2 separate regions of the Hordeum vulgare genome follow, and region 1 is linked to region 2. The links are chromatin contacts, called in public Hi-C maps. All regions are on one chromosome and are shown on one strand. The core of a region is the stretch at or near the end of the contact, and the rest is flanking DNA. Distances in the headings are between cores, read along the strand shown. Region 1 holds the start of LOC123403772. Region 2 holds the start of LOC123401733 (transcription factor E2FA-like).

What was found. Hi-C and Micro-C count contacts between places; a contact is called where the count stands out from the background.
Region 1: a Hi-C map of leaf shows a contact between it and region 2, with 6 times the contacts expected there. The contact joins the promoter of LOC123403772 here to the promoter of LOC123401733 in region 2. A contact is called at or near these places in 3 of 6 Hi-C or Micro-C datasets (leaf and seedling) and 1 of 1 datasets of contacts at active chromatin or transcription factors (embryo).

Annotation. Positions count from the first base shown.
Region 1 is chr6H:273,269,305-273,275,546 of MorexV3_pseudomolecules_assembly, reverse strand. LOC123403772 reads right to left here and starts at 4,471. Exons shown (of 6, transcript XM_045097683.1): 1 at 4,364-4,471; 2 at 4,100-4,273. The coding sequence starts at 4,378.
Region 2 is chr6H:272,419,815-272,425,459 of MorexV3_pseudomolecules_assembly, reverse strand. It overlaps LOC123401733 (transcription factor E2FA-like), which reads left to right and starts at 2,391. Exons shown (of 14, transcript XM_045095588.1): 1 at 2,391-2,838; 2 at 4,888-5,068; 3 at 5,174-5,230. The coding sequence starts at 2,623.

The DNA of each region.
Region 1 (6,242 bases), core at 3,222-5,721, 850 kb before region 2:
AGGAAGGGTCTCCCAGGGTGGGCGTACCAAAGGGAGCAGTCGAGCAGCAGCCTTTTCATTATGTATAAAACCTTGGTTGCGCACAAAATCGACATTGCAAGCTAGATGCTACATTATGAATAAATTATACAACAACTACAATAATACAACCACGGAAAGTGTATGCTCAAGACAAAATACAGTTCACCAGTCAAGACACATAATAGTGGTACAATATGAACGAACCTACTATCATTGAAGCTAGCTAATTTCGCAATTTCATTATGAAGGTTCTTCTAACAGTAGTAGATCTCAATCAGAAAGCCGGGATGTCTTATCTTTCCTACTTATAAAGGTTGGAGTTGGTGGTGGGTCCACATGTGAAACCATATCTTTCCTACTTATAAAGGTTGGAGTTGGTGGTGAGTCCATATATGAAACCATATAAATAAACAAATGCACTTCTACCAGCATGTGAGACTAGCAACCTTCCAAAAGATGTAATAAACAAATGGTATTGTTGTGAGACCTATGACATCCCAGACAAACAAGTAGCTGTTATCCTAATATGAGCATAACACTTATAAAAATACAAACTTTAAATGCATACGATTCCAATTCAAAATCATGGTCTTAATTTCTCTACCCAATCAATTCTTCCAGTTTTATAGCATAGTAGAAGAGAGTGGCCACATTGCAATTTCAACATGGTCATAAACGTTGTCCTCCTACAAAATCCATGATCTTGTGCACTGAAATTACTCATGTCCATTCGCCTATGTTTTAGAATTTAAAATGTTATCTCACTGTAAATCTTGCAAAGGACCTACAATACTAATAAAATCATCAGTGACTATAACATGACCTTTTGTTATATTTACGTTCCCTTTTTAATCATAAACCATGCAATAGACGTAAGACATCATCATCTTTGGATGATTTCCTAAGCCAATAGTATCACATCATTGTTTTTATGGCTTCGTAGCAAGGCACGGCATTGTGCTAGTAATTATATAAGCACATAACTGGACCTCCTGCAACATCGACAGTATGAGCAGTATGCCCCTGAGACTTGGACATTGTGTACATGCTAATCAGTTAAACCAACGCCTTGACTGCTTCACAGCGACCATATCCAGTGAGAGCAAAAATTTCTAAAGCTAACTGCAGAAGGACTGACAAAAATTTCTAAAGCTAACTGCAGAAGGACTGATGGATGAGCGAGCAATGACAGAACACGCCGCATATATTTCAAACGGATTTGGAGAAACTATATCACAAGGTTTCTTAATGCTCATGTCCTACTCGAGCAACATGCCGATTTTCTGAAGAGCAAGAACCTTCCGATGTCTGGATTCTGGAAGACCGCAGCAATCCATTCAGATAGAGAAAATCCCATTTCAAATCAAATTCCAAATTCCATCAAGAGTGGATGAAGTATAAACACGAAATCGCGCCAGGCTCCAGCTTCCCTAATCTGTTAACGGAAATAATTTGCTACCCATGGTGGTAGCTACACACGGCCCAAATTTTTATCTCTAATTATTTTGGTAAATTATTTTGGACTATGAAAAAAATTGTAATTAAAATATGATGACTTTGGACCAGTCAAGCAAGCAAACAAGCAATTATGCCAAACAGCAAGCAAAAGGACAGAGAAGTGAGAAACGTCATTGTTACACAACAAAATGACACTTGTGTCAAAAAGTAAAACAAAATACAAAGGAAGTGAGAAACAGTCATTTCTATTCCACAAGCATGCACTTATGCCAATGCAATTGAAATCCGACACCTCGTATATAAAAAGGGGCACTTATGCTAGAGGGTCTGTAGCTACCATCATGCATAGGAAATCGCCTCTCAATCTGTTAACAAGGCGAGAATATACCCTCTCAAACAAGCTCCAAGGCAAATCGGAGAAGCTTGGTTTGCGCCGTCAATATCTCGCGAACAGAAACCAGAATAATTCCGAAGGACAACCTAAGCAAACGGTTCCCAAAACCTGCCCTAAAATGCGCAAACTCTCAAACACTCGAACTCCAAACTTCCCGTCAGCACCGGCCCTGAGCATGTGCAACTAGTGCAGCCGCACAGGGCCCCCGATTGCTAGGGGCCCCAGCCCAGGTATGCACATAGGCCAAGGTGCGACCGAGCGGGTGCACGATCGAGGCATCGAGCGCAGCATTCACTCAAAAGAAGAACCGATCCTAGACTCCTAGTGCAGGCCATCTCGCCTCCCCGTCTTCGCTCAACTCTCTGTCTCTCTCCTCGACTCCTCGTTGCTCGTTCTTCTTCTTCGCCCAATCAGGCGACCATGGTGTGCCGCCCTGCCGTTGAGACTTTGGACGAAATTAATGGAGGAGAAGATTACTGCATTGATCTCCAACATGCCCCTCCTAAATTTGCAGCGGTCGGTAAAATTCCTCTCTATGTATTCCTAGGTTTATTCGTTTCTCCCCATCCGATTCGGCTCGATCTAATTCTCCCTGCCATCCCGTGATCCCCTCTTCCAATGGCTTGATACTTGAGTCTTGAGAGAGAAGGGGACTGAAAAATGTTCGATCTGAAAGAGAAAAAGGGGACTTGAGTCCGAAGAAGGTTTATAGGCTGGTGGATTTGGATTCATCTCAATCTCATCAGGGTGACAAGCAACATCACAATAGACAGCAAGTAACCAATCAACCTGGCCATAACTCTCCAGGTGCTCTGGTTTCTTTTCTTTTTTTGCCTTAGTTTATCCGTACTGTTTGTGTGCTATATTTTTATGCTAACATGTCATCTAAAAGACCTATGTCTGGGCATGAAAAGCGACAAAAGAGAAAACTAGCAGCCATGGTTTTTAAGGCGTTTGGGGGGGGGGGGGGGGGGGGGGGCTCTAGGCGCTTAAAGCGCGAGGCGACGCCTTAGTTCACTTTTGAAGCAGCAGAGCAGTGAGGGGCGGAGAGGAAAGAGACCATGGGCAGCAGAGCAGTCGTACTTTGTTGCCCTGCTGGGGGAGGGATGCGCCAGGGGAGGAGAGGCCTGGAAGCTTGGTCGGCGATGGAGAGGAAGCTGGACGAGGGAGGAAACTTGGCCGGCGGACGGGATCTGGGAGGAGGGGCTGGCCGCCTGAGAGGAGAGAGCTCTTCTCTCTCTCTCGGATTGATTTTCTGTCACCGGTGTGTCCCCACTCTCTCTCCCATCTATTTCACCTCAGATTGGCCTCCAATTTCTATCCAATCCCGTCCAATTTCTGTTTCCCACCCCTCCACTCACCAGTTCCCGCCCAATCCCGCCCAAGGCGTCCAAATTGGACCAAGGCGACGCCTCCCCCGCCTAGGCGACGACTTGGAAGCCTCAAGAAGGGAATCTGGATGCCTTGGTCCATGGTCTAAGGCGAGGCCGATGCCTCGCCTTCTCTGGGCGCTTTGACGCCTAGGCATGGACGCCTTAAAAACAATGCTAGCAGCTTAAAAATTAGAAATCCAAAAGGGATCTATTCACAAAAAAATTTCAAACATCTCTATTGCTTATCGAATTTTATTTACTATACTTGTGATTGTAGCGTCTGCCGAGCGTAGTTTTCCAAAATTATAATTGTTAAAAAATTACTTGAGATCAACAATTTAACAAGAGATTGAACGGTTTAGCTACTATATGCATTGAGAAGGATCTACTGGACCAAATTAATGTTAACAGTATTATTAATCACTTTGCATCAAAAAATGTTAGAAGAAAGTGTTTTAGGTAACTACTACTCCCTCCATTCCTAAATATAGGTCTTTTTAAAGATTTCAGTAAGGGACTACATACGGAGTAAAATGAGTGTATCTACGATCTAAAATATGTCTATACGGATGTCTATACACATCCGTATGTAGTCTCCTAATAAAATCTCTAAAAAGACTTATATTTAGGAACGGAGGGAGTAAAATATAAGCAATTGCTTCTAAAATTTTATGTACAAAGGCCCCACTATGTGAACTTGCACCAGGGCCCTGAAGTGTCAGGGCCGGCCCTGCTTCCCGTACGCTCACACATCGGCAAATACAACTCGACTCGAACGCAACTACCGACCCAATCATCCATCCAACCAACAAGTAAACCAGAGCAAGCGATTCGAACGAGGGAACAGTCGTACCCTGGCCTTCATGATGTCCTTGAGCCGGACGAGAGCCGCGATGCCATCTTCCTTGGCCGCCGCAATCCCTTCGGCTAGCACCGCCACGCTCCGCTCCGCCGCCAGCACCCGCGCCGCCGACTCCTTGGCCATGTTCAGCATGATTGCCGCGTACGCCTTCCGCAGCCCCTCTAACTGCGCACACAAAAAGACCTCGTCAGCGCGAAGCAGGCTGCGATGGCGCCGGCGGCGGGAGGTTTCGGTTTTGGGGGCGGAAAAATTCACCTGCGAGACCGCCATTTTTTTTGAGCGGAAGGAAAGCTGAGGTGGAAGGAAGGCGGTTGGAATAGGAGGGGAAATGGGTTTGGGTAAAGCGAAGGTGGGCGCGGCCGCGGCCGCTCTACTGGTTTTCGCTACTGGATGCTGACGTCCGTTGGGGGGCTCGTTTCCATTTTTTGCGCCCCTTAGTTTTAGGGACCGAGGCGGGGACGGAAGCTCAACTTTCCTAGGTCAACTCCATCGCACGAATCTAAACGATTTGTTCAGATTTTGTCTGTTTGAATAGGACAACGGGATCGTGTCCGGACCTGTCCTGGGATGCGCTGGTCATGCGCCTAGCGCGCGGCTGCATCCGTTTGCCCTATCATGTCCGCCAGGGTCTAAAATGCTCATATTTTCATATCAAAACAAGTTTGCACATCAACCCAATCGAAATTGTCTCTAAATAAAATAGTTTTACAACAAAATCAAAATCGTCTTAAATGAACATAAAATGAACAAATACATCTATTGATTGTCAATATGATCCCACATGTGTTCAACCAAGTCATTTTGAAGATCTAAATGAGTATGTCAATCACGCAGCTCACGATGGGACTGGACAAATGGTTGAAACATGGTCGGTTCTTGGTGCAGGGGCTCAACATTTTCACCTTGATAATCAAATCCTTGGTCGAAGATACTGACATCACCCTCGTCCTCGACGATCATGTTGTGCATGATCACACAAACAGTCATCACATCCCAAAGCTTCCTTTCATCCCATGACAGTGCAGGGTTTCGAACGATACCTCATCGGGATTGAAGCACACCAAAAGCACGTTCCACATCCTTTCTACCACTCTCTTGCATTTGGGCAAATTTCTTTCTCTTCTCACCTTGAGGGTTCGAGATTGTCTTCACAAAAGTTGGCACGTTCCATATGCAAGCATGCGGATGGCCGCGGCGCATTTCTGGTAAGAGGAGAATCCTAGCTTGCCAAGGGCATTCATCTTGCACTCAAAGTATGGGTCATGAGCAACCACTCCCTCTCGGATACGATTGAACACATGTCTTGCCATACGAAAACGGCGACGGAATTTATCCGGCTTGAAGAGCGGGGTGTTCTCAAAGTAACCGGCATAGAGCAGGGCCTGGCCTCTCTCCCTGTTGCAGTTCAGGTTGGGAGCATGGCCAGGGAGTGACCCCCTGTACCGAGAAAGCTGTCGTTGAATGTGGTTGTGAACCACCACTGCAGCCACCACAAGATCTTCATCATCCGATGACGAATCGTCCGATGAATAAATGAAGTGGTGGAAGAAAAACTCATCACCACTATCCATACCTTTGCGGGCAAAGTGTCGAACACCTTGCGGTCGTGGTGGCAAAGAGGTCGCGATGATCACCTCGATGCAGGGGTGGTTGGCTGCCGGCTACTGGCCGCTCTGGAGCACTCGCCGGAAGCTGCCGTGGCCGCCGTGGTACGTCGCCTGCGGTCATATCCACTCTGTCGCCGGCTACGACGGCGACGGCCAAACCTCCTCCGATCGACGCCTAAACTACGGCAAAAGCGCGGGCGTGGTGGCGGCCATGTCGAGACATGGTTTGCTATGGATGGCGGGGGGCTGAGGTGGCCGGAGAATAGCGGCGACGCCGTCGGCGGGGCAGGCGGGAGAGGGAGTGGAGGCGTTGGAATCGAATGGGAATACTTGTGTCCCCGACACGCGGGCCACGGGCGGACAAGGGCGTGCAGCGAGCGCGTCCGCGTGATGTCCGTTTCCCCCAAACTCGACGCAAGTTTGGGTCGGGGATGGGTCGAAAACGGACGAAATCCAAACATTTGTTTGTTTGGGTCCGCGCATTAGGCCGCGCTATTCGTCTGTTCTACCCCAAACAGACGCACCCG
Region 2 (5,645 bases), core at 1,142-3,641:
ATAACGAGATTGAACTAGGTATGGAGATACCGACGAACGAATCTCGGGCAAGTAACATACCGATGGACAAAGTGAACAACATACGGGATTAACTAAATCCTTGACATAGAGGTTCAACCGCTAAAGATTTTCGTAGAATATGTAGGAGCCAATATGGGCATCCAGGTCCCGCTATTGGTTACTGATCGGAGAGTGTCTCGATCATGTCTGCATAGTTCTCGAACCCATAGGGTCTGCACACTTAAGGTTCGGTGACGATATAAGTATAGTTGAGTTGTTATGTTGGTGATCAAATGTTGTTCGGAGTTTCGGATTAGATCATGGACATGACGAGGAGATCCGGAATAGTCTGGAGGTAAAGATTGATATATGGGATAATAGTGTTTGGTCTCCGGAATGGTTTCGAAATTCACCGAAAGGGGTTTCAGATGTTACCCGAATTGTTCGGGTACAAGAACACTTTATTCGGGCCAAGGGGTAAAGCCCACGAGGCTTTAGGAAGGTGCAAAAGGATTTTTGCGAAGGCCACGGGCCAGACGCCATGGACCGTGGCGTTTGGGGCCAGACGCCGAGGACCCTGGCGTCTTGTCCTGGAGTCTGAGGAGGACTCTTGCCTTGCGTGCCAAACCAACTTTGAGGAGGCCCTTTCTCCAAGAAACGACCCAGGGCTCAACATATAAATAGAGGGGCATGGCTAGCACCCGGGACACATCAAGATTGCCCCAAGCCGTGTGCCGGCAACCCCGCCCCTCTAGTTCATCCACTGTCATAGTTTTCGTTGTGCTTGGCGAAGCCCTGCGGAAATAGTTTCACCACCATCGACACCACGCCGTCGTGTTGCCAGAATTCACCTACTACTTCGCCCCTCTTGCTAGATCAAGACGGCGAAGACGTCATCAAGCCGTACGTGTGCTGAACGCGGAGGTGCCGTCCGTTCGACACTAGATTGGGATGGGATCGCGGGACAGATCGTGATGAGATCGCGGGACGGACTGCGTTTGGATCGCGAAGATGTCCCACTATATCAACAACGTTATATACGCTTCCGCTTAGTGATCTAAAAGGGTATGTTGATCCAAACTCTTCTCTCGTAGATGATCATCACCATGGATAGGGCTTGCGTGTGCGTATGAATTTTTTTGTTTCCCATGTAACGTTCCCCAACAGTACTCCTTTCAAAGATCACCCCACATCTCGAGGTTGTGATATGTGGCACACTGAATGCGTGACACTTGTCGCAACCGATGAGTTTTTTTTCGTAGATTCGTATTTTCAAAATGTTTTATTTCCTAAACCATGCGTCCAAATCTTGAACCTTTTTTACCGTTGGATTTCTCGCGTCTAGATCTTCAAAACTAGATCCCATGTTGATAGGTTTGACGATTTTTTTTTTCACGAAAAATCGGACCAAAAAAACTATGCCTCTCACAATAGGAAAAAACCGAGAAAACACGTTTTCCGCGTTTTTTCTTTCCGAGAGGCACGACCGTGCCTCTCACGAAGTCAAAATCGTGCCTCCCGCAGAAACAAAATCGTGTCACTCGCGAAAAATGCGTTATTGTTCCCTTTCCGTAAGTCACGTGCTTGCCTCTCACGAAGGCAAAATTGTGCCTCTCGCGGAAGCAAAACCATACCTTTCGTAAAAAGAAACAGAAAACACGTTATTTTTCCCTTTCTAAGAGGCACAGCCATGCCTCTTGCGAAGGCGAAACCGTTTCTCCCACGGAAACAAACCCGTGCCTCTCGCGGAAGCAAAACCATGGCTCTCGCAAAAAATAGAAAACAAGTTTTTTTCGTTTCCGACATGCATGGCCGTGCCCCTCACGAAGACAAGACCGTGCCTATCGCAGAAAAACAAAAAACGCGTCTTCTTTCGTAATTTTTTCGTCAAAAAGCTAAGCAAGACCGGTGAAAAACCAAAACATAAAAAAAATAAAAAATCAAAAAAATAATTTAAAAGCCGAAAACGCATGTGAAAGAATAAAAAACAAAATCTGAAAAAAGCGCTCAGAACACGATAAGTGGGACGGTTGAAAACGCATCAAGTGGCAACGCATAGAAGTGCTCACTGAGAGGTTTTCAAAGAAGATAAAATTTGTTAAGAAAAGCTCGCTAACTAGTGACTTTCGCGCTGCTGGACTGAGGGCGCCTCACGCGTCAAATAGGGGCTCCCGGGCGAGATGTAGGACGCCCCTTTAACCCACGCCTGAAGCGCGAAATAGGGAATGCATAAATTGAGGAAGAAGCAGATCGTCGCCGCTATGCGTGGTGTTCCGGATGGTAGTGGCCCATTCGAAATTCAGCCTGCTTAATGGGTTCCCTCCACATCAAACACCGATGATACCCCAAACGCCTAGTACTTAATTTCCCTCCCTCCTTCCCTCGTTTTCTGCTCTCTTTCTCTTTCGTCCCCCCTTCCCCCTTCTCTCTCCCTCTATTCCCCTCCTTTCCCACCTCCCTAACCCCACCCACCTACCTCCCGCCGCCGCCGCCGCCGCCGCCGCCGCCGGAACCCCATCTCCGGCGGTCCCCCCGATGCCCTCCTGTCTTCTCTGAAGCCGAAGCCGCCCATCACTCCCGGGAGTTGGGGGTCCCGCAGCGCGCGATCGCGAGATCGGGCTTATGTCGGGGGGCGGCAGGCCGCCGGCTGCTCAGAAAATCCTGCAGTCGCTGCGCCCACCCCCGGTGTTCTCCACACCATCGCGGCCTCCCTTCGCCTCACCCGACGACTACCATCGCTTTCATGCGCCGACTACCCCTTCTGCCTCCGGCTCAGGCGGCATCGGCGCCGGTGGTGTTGGCGGCGATATTGATGAGAGGCTTGTTATCCGGACGCAGGTGAGATACTTGTGCTCCACAAGGAGCTCTCGATTTATCCGTTTCTGTTTTTTTTTTGCTGGTGTTGCTGAGCTTGTGCGTGATTTGAGCTGTTTTTGTAGACACCAAATGGTTGCTGAGCTTGAGGGTTTTGTTGGGTGTATGTGCTGATTTGAGTATATCTTAAGGATCCACTTGCAGATTCCTTATTTTTTCTCAATTTCTTGTCCTCCCCAAAGTTGTCTCTGTTTTCGGAAGCTTGAATGCCCAGTGCCTACAATCATTTACAAGTTAGATAAACATGGACTATGTTAATTGTGTGACGTGGATCCGCAAAATAAATATTCATGTCATGTTGTTGTTGTCGTGCCACAGCAAGAATTGGAATGGTCTGTCAAATCTTCAATGTTACAAAGAGGAAGAGTTCTGTCACCTGTACATGTACATGTTGCCTGCAGCGAGGTCCTGAATAAACAGATACTTAGGCAACATATGGTAATAATATATAGTCCCATTAATACTTGCCAACTGCTTCCGCATGGCATGGCATGGCTGGCAGTAAGAATTAGTTGAACCGCAATTTATATGTATTCTTTGCTCTGCAAAAATTCGTTTGAGCCCGAACAGAAACGATTGATCGGTTTATGTTGGTATATGTATGTTTTGGGTGCTCAACCCTTCTCTGCAGCCTGTATGATGGATGACTGGATGCAACATGTGTGTCTAGCACCTCGAGCAGTTTAATAATAATATAATATCATCAACTGAACAAATTTCAGCAAGTAACAGTGAAGAGCAGCTGAGTTCCATTTGCCGCTTATACCTGATTCTGTGCAAGCTCGAACTACCAACTGTTGAAGACATGCATCTCTGATAGGGAGATAGTTATCATGTACATTTTATTGCCCTCAACTGAATAAAGTTTAGGTCAAAGCTTCAACTAGTCATAGGCTACACTGTTTCAATGGTCTATAAATACTCTGAATCTAATGAACTAGTTTGGTGTAGGATTATCCACTGTTCAAAAAAGTGCTATTAGGCGCTCGCCTAGGCGCGCTTAAGCGCTGGGCATTGGCCTAGCACCTCGCTTTGGCCCAAGGCGCTCAAAAAAGCGTCCGGCGAGGTCCTCCGGCGAGATATCAGTCTCTCCGGCAAGGAATCATGTTTCTCAGGCGAGAAATCAATCTGCCCCGTGAGGATCCTACCTCCCCTGCGAGGATTAATCCTAGCCGACGAGGGATTCAGCTACTCCGACGACAAATTGACTGATTCCGGCGAGGGATCAGCTTCTCCGGCGAGGGATCTAGCTTCTCTGGCAAGGGACAGAGGAAGAGGGAGAGAAGCAGCCTCATGTAGCAAGGGAGAGAGGACGAGGGGAAGAGGCGACGTGAGGAGGAAATCTAAATTTCCTGTTGACTGCACCATACAAGAGCTTTAATAGGAGGATATGAAGATGGGCCTGTGGTTTAATGGGCTAGGCCAGCCCATCTAGCTTATTTCTTCATCCTGCAGTACTAACGCCTAATTGCGCCCAATTTCACCTAATCACGCCTAAGCTAGAAAAGCGCAAGTAGGTGGCCAAACGCATAATTAACGCCTAGAGCTTTTTTGAACTTTGGGATTATCACATAACGTAGGTAACTATTTTGACTGTCATTACTGTTGAAGGATTCTTATGCTGGTATCTTTTATGCTAATTGTTTGCTGCAAATACATGCTTCAGCTCTCATTTTTACAAGCTGTTTACTCGTTTCACAATACACTTGTGTTTTTGCATGCGATTCTGTCATTGTAATACCACTGTCAAAGTTGTCTCTATGTGGATTCTAAGTGTATAAAATTAGGTTCAATTGTGCAGTAAAATTATATAGTGCCACTATGGAGATGCCAATTACTCCTAGTTCTTTGTGTTTCTTCTAGGTTACATTCAGGAATTCTGCTTTCAGGACATAGGATTTTGTGTGTGATTTAGCTGATGCATTTTCTCCAAATCTGTAATAGTTAATGATAGACATCCTTGCTGGACGTCAGCTAGTCTGTCTTACCATTATATAACACCCTCTTCTGCAGCTAAAAAGAAAAGCCACACGTGAAGAAAATAATGTGACTGAGTCGAGTGACTGTATGATTGTCACCACTGGAGTTACTGGCAATCCACTACTCACCCCAGTCTCCGGAAAAGCTGTTAAGAATTCTAAATCAAAGGCTAAGAACAATAAAGCTGGGCCTCAGACACCTACGCCAAATGTTGGTAAGTGAAAACTTCTTTAGTGCCATTTGCTCTGAAGTCCAAACTCTTTTTTGCCTATGTATTCAGGCAACAAAAGATTAAACATGCACATCTTTTTATGTACAGGCTCACCACTCAATCCATCAACTCCTGCTGGTACTTGCCGCTATGACAGTTCGTTAGGTGATGACAATATTCTCCATCTATATGATTATGTAGGATGAGATGTTACAATTTAGCATTCTGGAAGAACTCGAATTTCTAGTTACTCTAGGCAGCTATGGTAAAGTAAATACTCTGCATTGGCTTGCTTTTTTCATCGGGATTAAGTCCCTTCTTATAGGAGAACTAACTTGGCCATCAAGGCAAAACTAAACTGATTACAATCTGGACTCTTTCTCTCTTTATCTATTCAGACTATGAAGTTTTTAGCTAATTAGATTTGGCCCTACAGCTATAAGTCTGCCCCCACATAAACATCACTCCCCTTCTCGAAAAGCAGCTCGTCCTCGAGTTGGAAGGAGGGAAAAGCGAGCAGTGAACTCGTCAAACAGCTCCCAGGGTGTGTCATCTTCAGAAGTACCCACCATTGGAACTA